Linked DNA regions of Mus musculus: all the other regions are linked to region 3. A link is a contact called in public HiChIP or PLAC-seq and promoter capture Hi-C data. All regions are on one chromosome and are shown on one strand. Each heading gives the region's core, a stretch centred on a gene start, on an enhancer-like site or on the middle of the called end of the contact. The rest is flanking DNA. Distances are from core to core; before and after follow the strand shown.

Region 1 (3,799 bases), core at 1,045-3,544, 400 kb before region 3:
CACACACTCCAACCACTGAGCTACATTCTAGCCTGACCCTTAAACTTTTATGCTTTCTAGACAGAAAACTAAGGAAAGGATCATTTCCGACCAATAAGATGCTCTGCAAGGTGGCACAATTACATCCGGACTGTAGAGGTAGGAGGTTCAAGACACCTTAAGAAAACACCATCTCTCACACACCTAAATACTCAGAGTATAGAAGCCTAGGAAAGCAGGAGTTCCACAGATGGGAACGGGCCAGCTCTTCCAAGCCTGGATGAGCTCCTTTGGCAAGGAGATCGCCACACTGTGTCCACTGTGTCACAGGTCCTCCCGCAGTCTTTAAGGAAAGAAGCGTGGAGGGGCAACAAAGGTAAAGAGGGTTGGGTGTGGTGGCGCACTCTAATCCCAGCACTCGGGAGGCAGAGGCAGGCGGATCTCTGAGTTTGAGGTTAGTCTGGTCTACAGAGTGATCACACTAGGAAACGATGTGAAACAACAACAAAAAGCTCAAAGACGATGTCTGTCACAGCCGCTCATGGTGTCTGCCACCTGCGCTTGTTGGTTAGGAGCCCTGGCTTCCCGTACAATTCCCTTCTTGGGCACCTGCCCTTCAACATCTTATGAAGACACAACGCTGCCTTCCTCCTCAGGACACTGGCCCCCAGTGTCTCTGGGCATTGTTTTTTGCCCCTCCTCCTTGCTAGTTATAGCTACCAATCATGTGTCAAAGAGAGATGTGATACTATTTTGAAATAAAAGGAAACCATCCTGCAGCCTTCCCCACCCAGCCTTGCACCAAGGTGGGGTTTTTACTAGGTCAGGCCTGTGGCTGCTGGACCTGAGATCAGGGCCATCTCCAGCCTGGGCCTGAGATCAGGGCCTCATCTTTGATAAATAGGCAGGCTCTCCTCCGGAATGAATCCACGCAGGAACAGTGGCTCAGGGGAAGATGGTCCAGCTTTCTGGGAGTGTACCTACTACTCGGGCCTGTGCTGTCTGGCCAGTCACAAAAGAGAAACCCTAATATGTCCACATGGACCTGCCTAAGTGCTGATCTCTGGCAAGGAGTGAGCCCCTGCTTGCTTGCTATCTCTGTTCCTATATTGACAGCCAGAACACCAAAGTTCTGGCAAATGGGAGCCTTTCTCTGAGGTGGCCTGAGTAGTTGAGGAGACTGCTAACTTGACCCTGGGTCTTTTTTTCTTCCAGGTACCAGGCTGAAACTGCTCAAGGTGGCAGCTGCTGAAAGCTTTGCCAACGTGGCCTGGCAGTGCAAAAGCATTGAAAAGGGACCTTGGTTATGGGGACAAACGTTTCCTCCTCCATCGATTCACTGTGCAACTCACCCTGGGCTTGAGCCACTTCAGTTTCTCTGCCTGCAAAACAGAACCGATCGTTCTAGAAGCAAAGTGAGCAGTGTTCAACAATGACTTGTGAGGATGCAAATACCCAAGAAAGTTGGGTCTGACCAGAGTGTTGGGCCAGATACCCTCTGAGGCGCCCCGCGAGGATGGACAGAGAGATGCAGAGGAGCAGTCGAGAACCAGACAGCACCACGTCTCCAGTGTGTGACCCGCGGTGGCCTGGGACAGGAACTTGGGCTAAAGTCATCCCTTCGCAGTACCTGTCGGAGACACTCCGCGCCGTTCGTCGCGCGCAAAACTGCAGCTGGGCCCCGGCGAGCCAGGAAAAGCGGAGCAGCTCCGGGTTCCCCGCTTCGCGGAGGCGACGCGCAGCGCCCCGGGGGCCAGTCCCGCTCCGGGCCAGGCGCCGTACGAGCGCAGAGCCCCTGGACGCTCGCGCCCCACCTGCCCGCGCCAGGCACCCGCGCGCGGCCCCAGCTTTGTTCGCAACGGCCCGCGGAGCCCGTCGCCGCGCGCCCCTTTCCCGCCACCTGGCCACACAGCGCCCTCGGCCGGCGCGGGGCCGACTCCCGAGCTTACCTGCGGGGGCTGCGGCGTCGGGTCGTCCACGGGACGGGGCAGCCTCGGCTCAGCGCGCGGGCCGCTCGCGCAGCCGCCCCGCACTCCTCATCCGCGGCCGGAGCCTGCCCGCCCGGAGTGCCCGGTCCGCCCTGATGGGCGCTGGGCGCCCGGAGCTCCGACTCGGCCGCAGGCTGCGCGGTCTCGGGGTCCGGGGAGACGCGTTGTCCCCACCGTCCCTTCAGGCGCCGCTAGCGCCACCGGCCTGGAGCGCGGGACCCCGAGAAGTTTCGGCCCCGACTTAGCGGCACCGTTGGCGGCCACGGCTCGAGTGCAGCGCCGGCGCGGGGCGCGCGATCCCGGGGCTCCGCCGCCTGCGCCCCGCCCCGCCCCGCGCCGCCTCCCCGCCCCCCGCAGCCCGCGGCCGCGCGCGACGCCCAGCTCCGGAGGGCTCCTCCCCGGAGCCGGACCGGCCCCCGCACCTGCCTTCCGCGCCCCTCCGCGCCCACTGTCCCGCAGACTCTGCGGGGACAGAGCACTGCAACCGCGCGTGGACGTGGAGCGCGGACGCGTGACTCACCTTTTGGTGACACCCTTTGGAGTCCGGAGCTGCGAAGCGACCCGGGAGCTATTTCCACTCTGCAAACCCCGGTCCGGACCCACACAGGCAGGTCTCAGACTGGGACTCTGATGCCTGGATTGTTCTAGCGGGAAAGGCTTCTGTCAGGACTTAGGGCCCAGTTAGTCTCCGGATAAACATGAGGCACATAAAAGGACCCTACCGTTAGTAGCCTGCAAAGGTCACTAGAGGCCAGTGTTTGGCCTTAGCTCAGGGCAGAATTTAAACACTTTTATGGCGGTTCCTATAGTCTGTTAGTCTGTTTCCTCACAGAACACCACAGTGAGCTGCCCAAGGAACCGGAAAAGGTGAAAGGAATTAGAAGAGGCTTTGGGGAGTCCAGGCCTCCAGCTGGTGGCAGAACCCTGTTCCAGATCCTGGTTACATGGTGCCCACCACGAGCACATGATCTGAATCCATTCTGCAGGTTGTGAGTTTGTCACCCTGCTAAAGAAATTCCCTCGAAATTCAGTTCGGTGAGGGGAAGGAACCAGCAGTAATAATCAAAGACACTGTACTTTTGACCTAGAAACCAAAGAAGGGGACAGAATCCCCCTTCTGGGCATTAAAAAGACAAGGAACTCATCACACTGAGGAGGTGTAAGGAGCTGTTGTTCTCAGGGGTCACAATAGGAAGAGTTAAGGGATATTTTCATCAAATGATCCCTTAATTGGAAAGAAAGGCTCTTGGAATTGGGGTGGCAGCAGCCCAGGTACTCCGGGACTTTTCTCACTTGGAAGTGAGCGTGGTTTACAAGATCTGGTCCAGCCAGTAAATCAATGCCTTATGATAATTATAGGACCCTGCCCTCTCAGGGAGTCCAGTTCAAGGGCTTTATCCTTGGGGACACATGGGACAAGGGGAGAGCCATCTAAAACAAGCACAAAATCTCTGAGTTGGCTTTGTCAGTTTATAATTGGCTCCAGTATTTCCCTCTAGTGAATCATTCGTTCTGGGCTTCTGGCTTTGTGGAAGTTTCAGGGAAAACCTGGAGGTTGTAATCACTCCAGAAGGCCACCTGGGAACAAAACCTGAATGCTGCCTGGGGTTCAATCCGTGAGCTCTCACCATCCGGAAGTTTAAAGTCTAGAGAAACAGGATGTGGGGAGGTGGACCCCTAGAATGCTCATGCTCGCCCAGGGTCATTTTGCTCTGCCTGCCCCTCGCTGACAGCGTGAGAGAAGCAACTCAGCCAGCAGCCAGCACATCCCTCCTTCCCTCCTTTGTCCAAGATACATCAGATAGTGGCCCTGTGGGAAGCCCTTGCTCAGC
Region 2 (3,988 bases), core at 1,050-3,549, 500 kb before region 3:
ATAGCCAAAGAGAGAGGGAGATAGAGGGACAGACAGACAGACAGACAGAACTCAATTATCCATCAGGGGATGGCTAAACACAATACATGAAATACTAACAGAACAGGGATGAAGTACTAATATATTCCATGCTGTGGATAAACCTTTAAATACCTACATCAAGTGAAGAGGCCATGTATTGCTTGATCCCATTATAGAGAATGTCCAGAATGGGAAAAATCCACAGAGACATTAGCTGTAGCCTAGGGCTGGAGCCAGGGGTTGGACAGTGACAGCTAAGGGTCAATACAAATGCCCTGGAATTAGTGATCGCAGTTGTACATCCAGCAAATACCCTGAAGACCACTGACCTGTGTGCTTTTAAGTGGTGAATTGTATACGACAATGAATGGTATCCCTTAAAGCTGTTTTAACATAACAAAGACACTTGAGTGGGATCAGATATTGAGGAAGCAGTTGTTGTTGGCAGGTCACAGCCATCTCCTGCATTTGTTATTGTACCAGGTAGAATCTTCTGTCTTCCGTCTGTGACTGTCCCATGCTTCTACAATGGGAAGGAGACACCATAGGCTGTCCCAGAGGATGGACAGACAGAATTACAAGGTCTGAAGGCTGGGGGTGGGGTAGGGGGGGAGGCTCCACAGTTAAGTGTATTTGCTGCTCTTGGGGAAGGCTAGAGTTTGTTTCCCAGCACCCGTGTCTGGTGACTCACGACCTCCCGTGACTCCAGCCCCAGAGGATCGATCCAATGACTCCCTCTAGCTTCTGGACACACATAAATAGGCACACACACACACACACACACACACAAGTAAACAATAAACTGAGTCTTAAAGGAAAGGACTGGAGTGAGCTCTACTTCTTGATTACCATGGCACCACACAGTGATGTCAGAAATCAGACCACACTGCTTTTCACAACTAACAGCAAATCCACTCTGGTCTTTTGTTAACAGGAGCAGCCCACGAAACCTCTAACTAGTAGTCGGAGGCTCCACTGTGATCTAGCTGCTACGGTTGACCCTTGCCTTGGTGCTGACTGTAACAATGAATGTGGGAGCCGGGCGTGGTGGCGCACGCCTTTAATCCCAGCACTAGGGAGGCAGAGGCAGGGGGATTTCTGAGTTCGAGGCCAGCCTGGTCTACAAAGTGAGCTCCAGGACAGCCAGGGCTATACAGTATACAGAGAAACCCTGTCTCGAAAAAACAAAAAAAACAAAACAAACAAAATGTCATTTTGCTTTGAAAGAGCTTCTTGGACTATTTAGTATCCCCACATTCATTGTTTTTTGTTTTTGTTTTTGTTTTGTTTTTTTGTTTTTTCGAGACAGGGTTTCTCTGTATAGCCCTGGCTGTCCTGGAGCTCACTTTGTAGACCAGGCTGGCCTCGAACTCAGAAATCCCCCTGCCTCTGCCTCCCTAGTGCTGGGATTAAAGGCGTGCACCACCACGCCCGGCTGACTTTTTTTTTTTAATTATATATTTATTTATGTCTTTTTAGGGAAATATGCATGTGTGTGCAGTGCCTCCAGAGGCCAGAAGAGGGCGCTGGATCTCCTGGAGCTGGAGTTATAGGTAGTTAAAGGTCAGCCTAATGTAGGAGCTGGGAACTGAAATTGGGTCCTCTGAAAGAGCTTTATGTGTTCTTTCTTCCTTTTTTCTTTTTAAAGATTTGTTTGTTTGTTTGTTTGTTTATTATGAGTACATTGTAGCTGTCTTCAGATTTATTGATTTATTGATTTATTGATTTATTTACTATGAGTACATTGTAGCTGTCTTCAGACGCACCAGAAGAGGGCACTGAATCCCATTACAGATGTTTGCGAGCCACCATGTGGTTGCTGGGACTTGAACTCAGGACCCCTGGAAGAGCAGTCACTGCTCTTAACCGCTGAGCCATCTCTGCAGCCCATTATATGCTCTTAAGGAAGCAGGCTGGGCCGTACTCTAAGGGAGTCATTTCTTTTTTTTTTTTTTTTTTTCATTTTTTATTAGGTATTTAGCTCATTTACATTTCCAATGCTATACCAAAAGAAGTGAGTCATTTCTATAAAGCCTTTCAGAAATGCTCTCAGCTCCCAACATGCCACCTGGAGCAGGGTGGAGCCGCAGACCCCCAGCACTGGGTCTCTTTCCCTTCTCCACGCAATTCGGCTCCTAGTGCTCCTCAGGAAAGCGCTGGCCTCTCAGGGCAGCTCATTCATCATTCATTCTCTCTCTTTCCCCCACGATTCTATCACTAGAAAGTTCCTCCTCACATGAAACCAAAATACGCCTCCTTGTAACTAACTTCTGCCTGCTGGAGCAGCTCTGCCTAATCCCCTTCCATTTGTCAGCTCTCCAGTGTTTGAAAACAAGAAACATGCCTTTTACGTGTTCCGTTCCCAACTCGCATATGCCTGACTTATTTCTTCCACCCGTCTTTAGTAAATGTGCTTCTGAGTTAATCAGCCCTCCCCAAATACCTTTTGAAACCATGTGCCCGTCTCTAAATATAATAAACCAGGTGCCACACACTGACTTCCGGTGACTTGGGATCTGAAAGTGTCCTTCAGCACACTGGACCAGCTCTGCCTCTGCTGGAGGGGCGTGGCCAGACTCTGAGGGTGCAGCGCCAACTGCACAGGGCAGCACGTGGGTCTTGGGTAAGAGATTCTTTTGGGGGGGGGGGGTGGGGGGGTAAAGAGATTCTTGCATAGAAATCTCCTGCAAGGACCAGTTCCCCACTGCAGGTTAGATAAACTCTGTGTGTGTGTGTGTGTGTGTGTGTGTGCGTTGGGTGTTTGGAGGGTATCTGGACGTGAAACAGTCACACATGAAAGGAAAAACCAAACCATCTCAAAGATATGAAGCTAGCAAGCCATAGCACTGGGCAGAGGCTTTGGAAGCCAGGCTGCTCTTCTGAGCTGCTCTGCTGCCCTCTGCTGGTGGATGACTTGTGCTGCAGCTTTCAGAAGAAGGAAGCCCTTTTGACACCAGGATCCTAGCAGGAGCTACCCCAGGACATGGCTTCTCAGACATAGAGAGGCTTCAGGGAAGCTATAGAAAAAGAAGTGGGAGTCAGGGCATGTGATACATGCCTTTAATCCCAGTACTAGAGAGGCTGAGGTAGGCAGATCTCTGTGAGTTCAAGCCCAGCCTGGTCTACAGAGAAATCTCCAGGACATGCAGGGTTGTGTAGAGAGACTCTGTCTTAAAACAATAAACAAAGAGAAACAAACACAACAACAACAACTAAGAGTGGCGAAAACCAGATGGACCAATAGCCCTGCCCTGAACAAGCCATCCACTATGCAATCAGACTCAGCAGTATCTACCACCCACCCCCCACTGTGCATGTTCAGGTGTGTGCAATGCATGTGGATGCATGTACATTCCCTCAGTGGAAGTCAGAAGTCCTTGACAAACCAGTCCCTATTCTACTGGGTCTTATTCCGAGACAATAAAAAGAAGGTGTTGGCAATCTTGAATTCACCCAGTACAGCTCCCCACCACACTGCCTCACCCCACTGTGTGCTGTTCCTCAGAAGCTGCCCTCCTTATTTTCTGAGACAAGGACCTGGGGCTCGCAGATTTAGCTGGGTGGGCTGCCAACCTGTCTCTGCGTCTCCAATGTTGGGATTACAAGCATGCATCACCGCACCGTCTCTCTATGTGAGTGCTGGGGACTGAATTTAGGTCTTCGTGCCTTTTGTGTGGGTGCTGGAGATCAAATTGGGTCCTCACGCTGGCAGGGCAAGCAAGTTTTCAGACAGAGTCATCTTGCTAGCCTGTCTGTCCAGCATTCATTCCTTGAATAACGGGAAACAGGCCAAGAAGGATGCTATGCCCCACCTGGACCAGTCTCATGGTCTTACTCAAAACTGCTTAAGCAGGATAGGTACTGTGCCAAGGAGAGGGATGTGTGTGAAGAGAATCCCTGAAGAATTGCTAAGTAAATCCACCAAACCCCAAGTCAGCTTTTCTGGGGAAACTGCCCCTCAGGGCAT
Region 3 (3,763 bases), core at 521-3,020:
TTATATATAAGTCAAAAGTGCAACAATGTGTCCTTTAAGTAGTAAACTGTATTATCATTTACAGGTAGATCTGGGTTCAGTAAAGCAAAAGGAAGAAGGAGGCATCTCACCATCCTTTTGAAGCCGAGTCCCTGCTTCTGTAACTGTTGTTGAAGACATCGTAGACAAAGGCTGCAAAACACATACACAGAGACCACAGACTCTTCAGTTTTCATCATTCTGACAACTTTTGCTACCTTTCATCTATGTAAAATGGACAAAAAATGTAGTGGGGTTTTTTCCCTCTCCTTTTTTCTTTTACAACCTAAAGTTTTGATAAAGAAAGGCAGCTTTTAGGAAAACAAAACAAAACTTCTTTACTATTCTGTTAGTTTTCAGCACAAAAAAATTTAAAATTATTTTTATTCATGTATATGTATACAGGTGCCAGAAGAGGCTAGAAAAATGCATTTGATTCCCTGAAGGTTGAATTACAAGCAGTTGTGAGCTGCTAGAGTTGGGGTGCCAGGAACTGAACTCTGGTCTTTTCCAAGAGCAGCACATGTACTTACTTGTTAAGCCATCTTTTCAGTGCCTCTCACAAGATATTTAAATAGTTTAGCTTAGATACTTATTAGGGAATTTTTTTTTTTTTAAAGCAGGTTTCTCTGTTTAGCCTTGGCTGCCCTGAAACTTTATCTGTAGACCAGGCTGACCTTGAACTCACAGAGATAGGCGTCCACTAGCTGACTGGACCGTAGTTCTAATAAAAATATTGTCATAGAGGATTAACCTTTTCCAAAGCACAAAATCGTAAGCTTGAGCTACAATATAATTTGCTGAGAGGAAAATAAATAAAACAACAAGCATCTCTGATATCTTTTTCCATAGTTACTCTTTTAAATCTGTGTCATTTTGCTGACAAGGACTCTGAATTAAGGTAATAATCACCTAGATGATAGTTTATGCTAGAAGACAATCTTAAGAGGCTTTTTGTTTGTTTTTGATCGCCATTTAAAAACTTACACCAACTGCAGGTGCCACTGTAATAGTCTCTGGACTAAGTGTTCTTCTCAACTGAGCATCAAGATCTTCTAGTGGTTGCTGGGACTAAGCAAAAACAGTACTGTAAGTTGTTTAGCACCTTCAGTGTCACTATATATAGCTAATTATACAGATTACATCATTTTATGCTCTAAATCACATTTGTTCTAATACTGAATATAAAACCAGTATAATGAAGTAATATTATCTATCAAGTTGTCAGTCTATCAATCCTTAGGACAATCCAAGTACATTTATGCTTTTGTAGTTTCAGAATCATTCTATCTTCTATGTTTAATGTTAGTGACTTTACTGGTTTCTCTATGAAAATACATTCTGGAAAGTATATCAGAATCTATTGTTAAATTATATACCCACATTCATATGTTAACTTGTGGCATGTTACTTATCCTATCATGTTCAAATGAAAATTAGGATCAAATAAGTAGGGATAAATGCATAACGGGCTTCTCATGTAAGCAATCTGTCATGCTTTTCTTAAACATAATTTAAGAAAGAATTACAAATATCATTTCAAATTTATTTGTTGTTTTCATTTCAGAACTTTTTTCATGTTTACAATGGGCTCAGAACTGCTTTCTTGATGAGAATGCAATTAAATGCAGTGGTAATGGTAGTAGGAAAAAAGAGTAACTTAAATATTGTTAAGTATGACCATGCCGTACTTCAACCATTTCACTAGTGAAAAAAAATGGTAAACACCAGAGGAAAGCTGTACCAGTTACCATGTGGTTTCCTCTCTTCTCCCTCTGGGAATGGCCAGCTGTTCTCATACCTACATTCTTTTTCTTGACCTACCCAAGTGGTAAAATTATTTTTCTACAAGGCCTGGTTCATGGGTTCCTTTCTTTCTTAAAACATAGTGAACAGAGTTTTAAGGAAGAGTGAGGAAGAACTCTTGATGTTCTTCTTCTTCCTCGGGGGAGGGGGTTCTAAAGATTTCAAGAATGCAGACTTATGGGTCGTTTTTTTTCTGATTCAGGAACAAAGAGTGAAATATGTACAACTTTTATTTCTACAATGGCTTAGAAGCTCAGCTTTACTTTTTTTTTTCTCTTTTTAAGTTTCATTTTATTTGTGTGTCTGTGGTGCTGTGGTGGGCCACACTTATATACACTGTGTGTGTAGAAGCTTGAGTGTCTTCTTTGATTGCTTTCTACCTTATATAGAGGCAGGGTGTCTCATTTTAATCCAGAGCTCACCATCTGACTAGTATAGCCAGATACAGTTTATTATTAACTTCTTTGTTTGAGGCAGGGTCTTACTATGTAGCCCTGGATGGCCTGAAACTAACACACCACCTTAAACGTTGGGATTAAAGGCAAGTGCCACCATGCCAGGCCTGCCAAGAAAAGTTTACAAGAATGTTATTACTAATTCATAGCCAGAATGATCTAGAAGCCAAGATAAATAACACAATGGAGAATTTACACAAATTTGGTGAAGAAAAGCAGGGGCTTTTCTGGTGAAGAAAATAATTTATTAAGTTACTGGCACCTGAATTAGAGAAGGTCCAGGAAAAGGTGGCAGCTGCTCACAGGGTACAGTACCGGCTGAAAGTTCAGTACCCACTGGTGGCACCTATAATAATGAAGGAAAATTCAAGTCTATGAGCTACCATTGGTAAAAAATATATACTAAGAAAAAATTAATTTAAAAGCAGAACGATACTAAAATGTGTCTACTTATAGCATTTAAATTACACTTTTCAGTCTGTTTTAAAGGACAACATACCAAAGACACTAGTATGACAGTTACAATCAAACAACTATGAAACAAATGATAAAATGCAATGAGAAGGGAAACAAAAAGAACAAAATTTTTAAGTAGACAGATAAGAGTACAGTTAGGGGCTGAAGAGACAGCTCAGCAGTTAAGAGCACTAGCTGCTCTTATAGAGAACCCAAGTTTTGTTCCCAGAATCAACATTGTGGCTCAAAACTCCAGTTCTAGGGGATTTGATGCCCTTTTCTGACTTTGTTGGGCACCAGGCATCAAGTGCCAAAAAAAGAGCCACCAACAAATTTTTGAAGTTGCTCATATGAGATAAATAAGACATTTCAAAGAAAACAAGCAGATTTAGAAATAAACAAAGGTCATGACTGATAACAAAGGCATAAAATTATATTATTCTATTGGCACAGAAAGAGGATGAAGATATCAGAATGAGAGGACATCTGCAACAGCACAATTAAATAGTTTCTGTTTATTGGATTTCTAGAATGCTATTATTTCCTCTTTCATTTTCAATCACTTTTATCAACTTCCAACTTTATTTATTGTTTACGAGTACACTGTCACTCTCTTCAGACACACCAGAAGAGGGCATCAGACCCCATTACAGATGGCTATGAGCCAACACGTGGTTCTAGGAATCGAACTCAGGACCTCTAGAAGTTAACTGCTTAGCCATCTCTCCAGCCCAACTTCAACTTTTTATTAACTCCCAATTTTTATCAAAGGAATCTACAATAAGGAATATTCATTCTCAACTAAAAGATGATAAAATATTCCTTTATTGGTCAATACATTTTGCTCCTTTTTGGGATGTAGAATTCTTTAATATCTACCAATCCCGTAGAAATAACCTGTCCTTTTCAACAGACTTATATTGTTAAACTATTTATATCTATGCATGTCTTTGTGGGAGTATGAGCATTCTGAATGCAGTTGCCTGCAGAGGCCAGGAGAGGTCAGATCCAGAGGTTGTTATTAAGTC

Evidence for each region. Promoter capture Hi-C pulls out the DNA fragments that hold promoters and counts their contacts. HiChIP or PLAC-seq counts read pairs in DNA pulled down with a chosen protein or histone mark.
Region 1: a promoter capture Hi-C map of liver shows a contact between it and region 3, with 4 times the contacts expected there. The contact joins the promoter of Wnt5b here to the enhancer-like site in region 3. A contact is called at or near these places in 9 of 39 promoter capture datasets (the 3T3-L1 cell line, the C10 cell line, cranial neural crest and 4 more), 2 of 115 datasets of contacts at active chromatin or transcription factors (the 230-238 cell line and large pre-B cells) and 4 of 9 other capture datasets (adipose tissue, embryonic stem cells, liver and 1 more).
Region 2: an H3K27ac HiChIP or PLAC-seq map of large pre-B cells shows a contact between it and region 3, with 6 times the contacts expected there. The contact joins two enhancer-like sites. A contact is called at or near these places in 1 of 115 datasets of contacts at active chromatin or transcription factors (large pre-B cells) and 2 of 9 other capture datasets (adipose tissue and embryonic stem cells).

The regions. Positions count from the first base shown.
Region 1 is chr6:119,542,053-119,545,851 of GRCm38.p6, forward strand. Wnt5b (wingless-type MMTV integration site family, member 5B) reads right to left here and starts at 2,295. Exons shown (of 5, transcript NM_009525.3): 1 at 1,929-2,295. It overlaps Gm52875, which reads left to right. Exons shown (of 2, transcript XM_030255703.1): 2 at 1,195-2,295. The coding sequence starts at 1,496. The coding sequence ends at 2,212.
Region 2 is chr6:119,441,397-119,445,384 of GRCm38.p6, forward strand. The region is part of intron 3 of Wnt5b (wingless-type MMTV integration site family, member 5B); the gene reads right to left. Among named protein-coding and RNA genes, the nearest start is that of Gm40397, 24 kb to the right of the region's middle. Within about 2 kb of position 2,300, at least 61 of the 459 cell types and tissues checked have an H3K27ac peak or open chromatin away from gene starts, as enhancers often do.
Region 3 is chr6:119,943,696-119,947,458 of GRCm38.p6, forward strand. It overlaps Wnk1 (WNK lysine deficient protein kinase 1), which reads right to left. Exons shown (of 28, transcript NM_001199084.1): 20 at 2,542-2,625; 21 at 1,006-1,089; 22 at 111-171. Among named protein-coding and RNA genes, the nearest start is that of Rad52, 43 kb to the left of the region's middle. Within about 2 kb of position 1,771, at least 2 of the 459 cell types and tissues checked have an H3K27ac peak or open chromatin away from gene starts, as enhancers often do.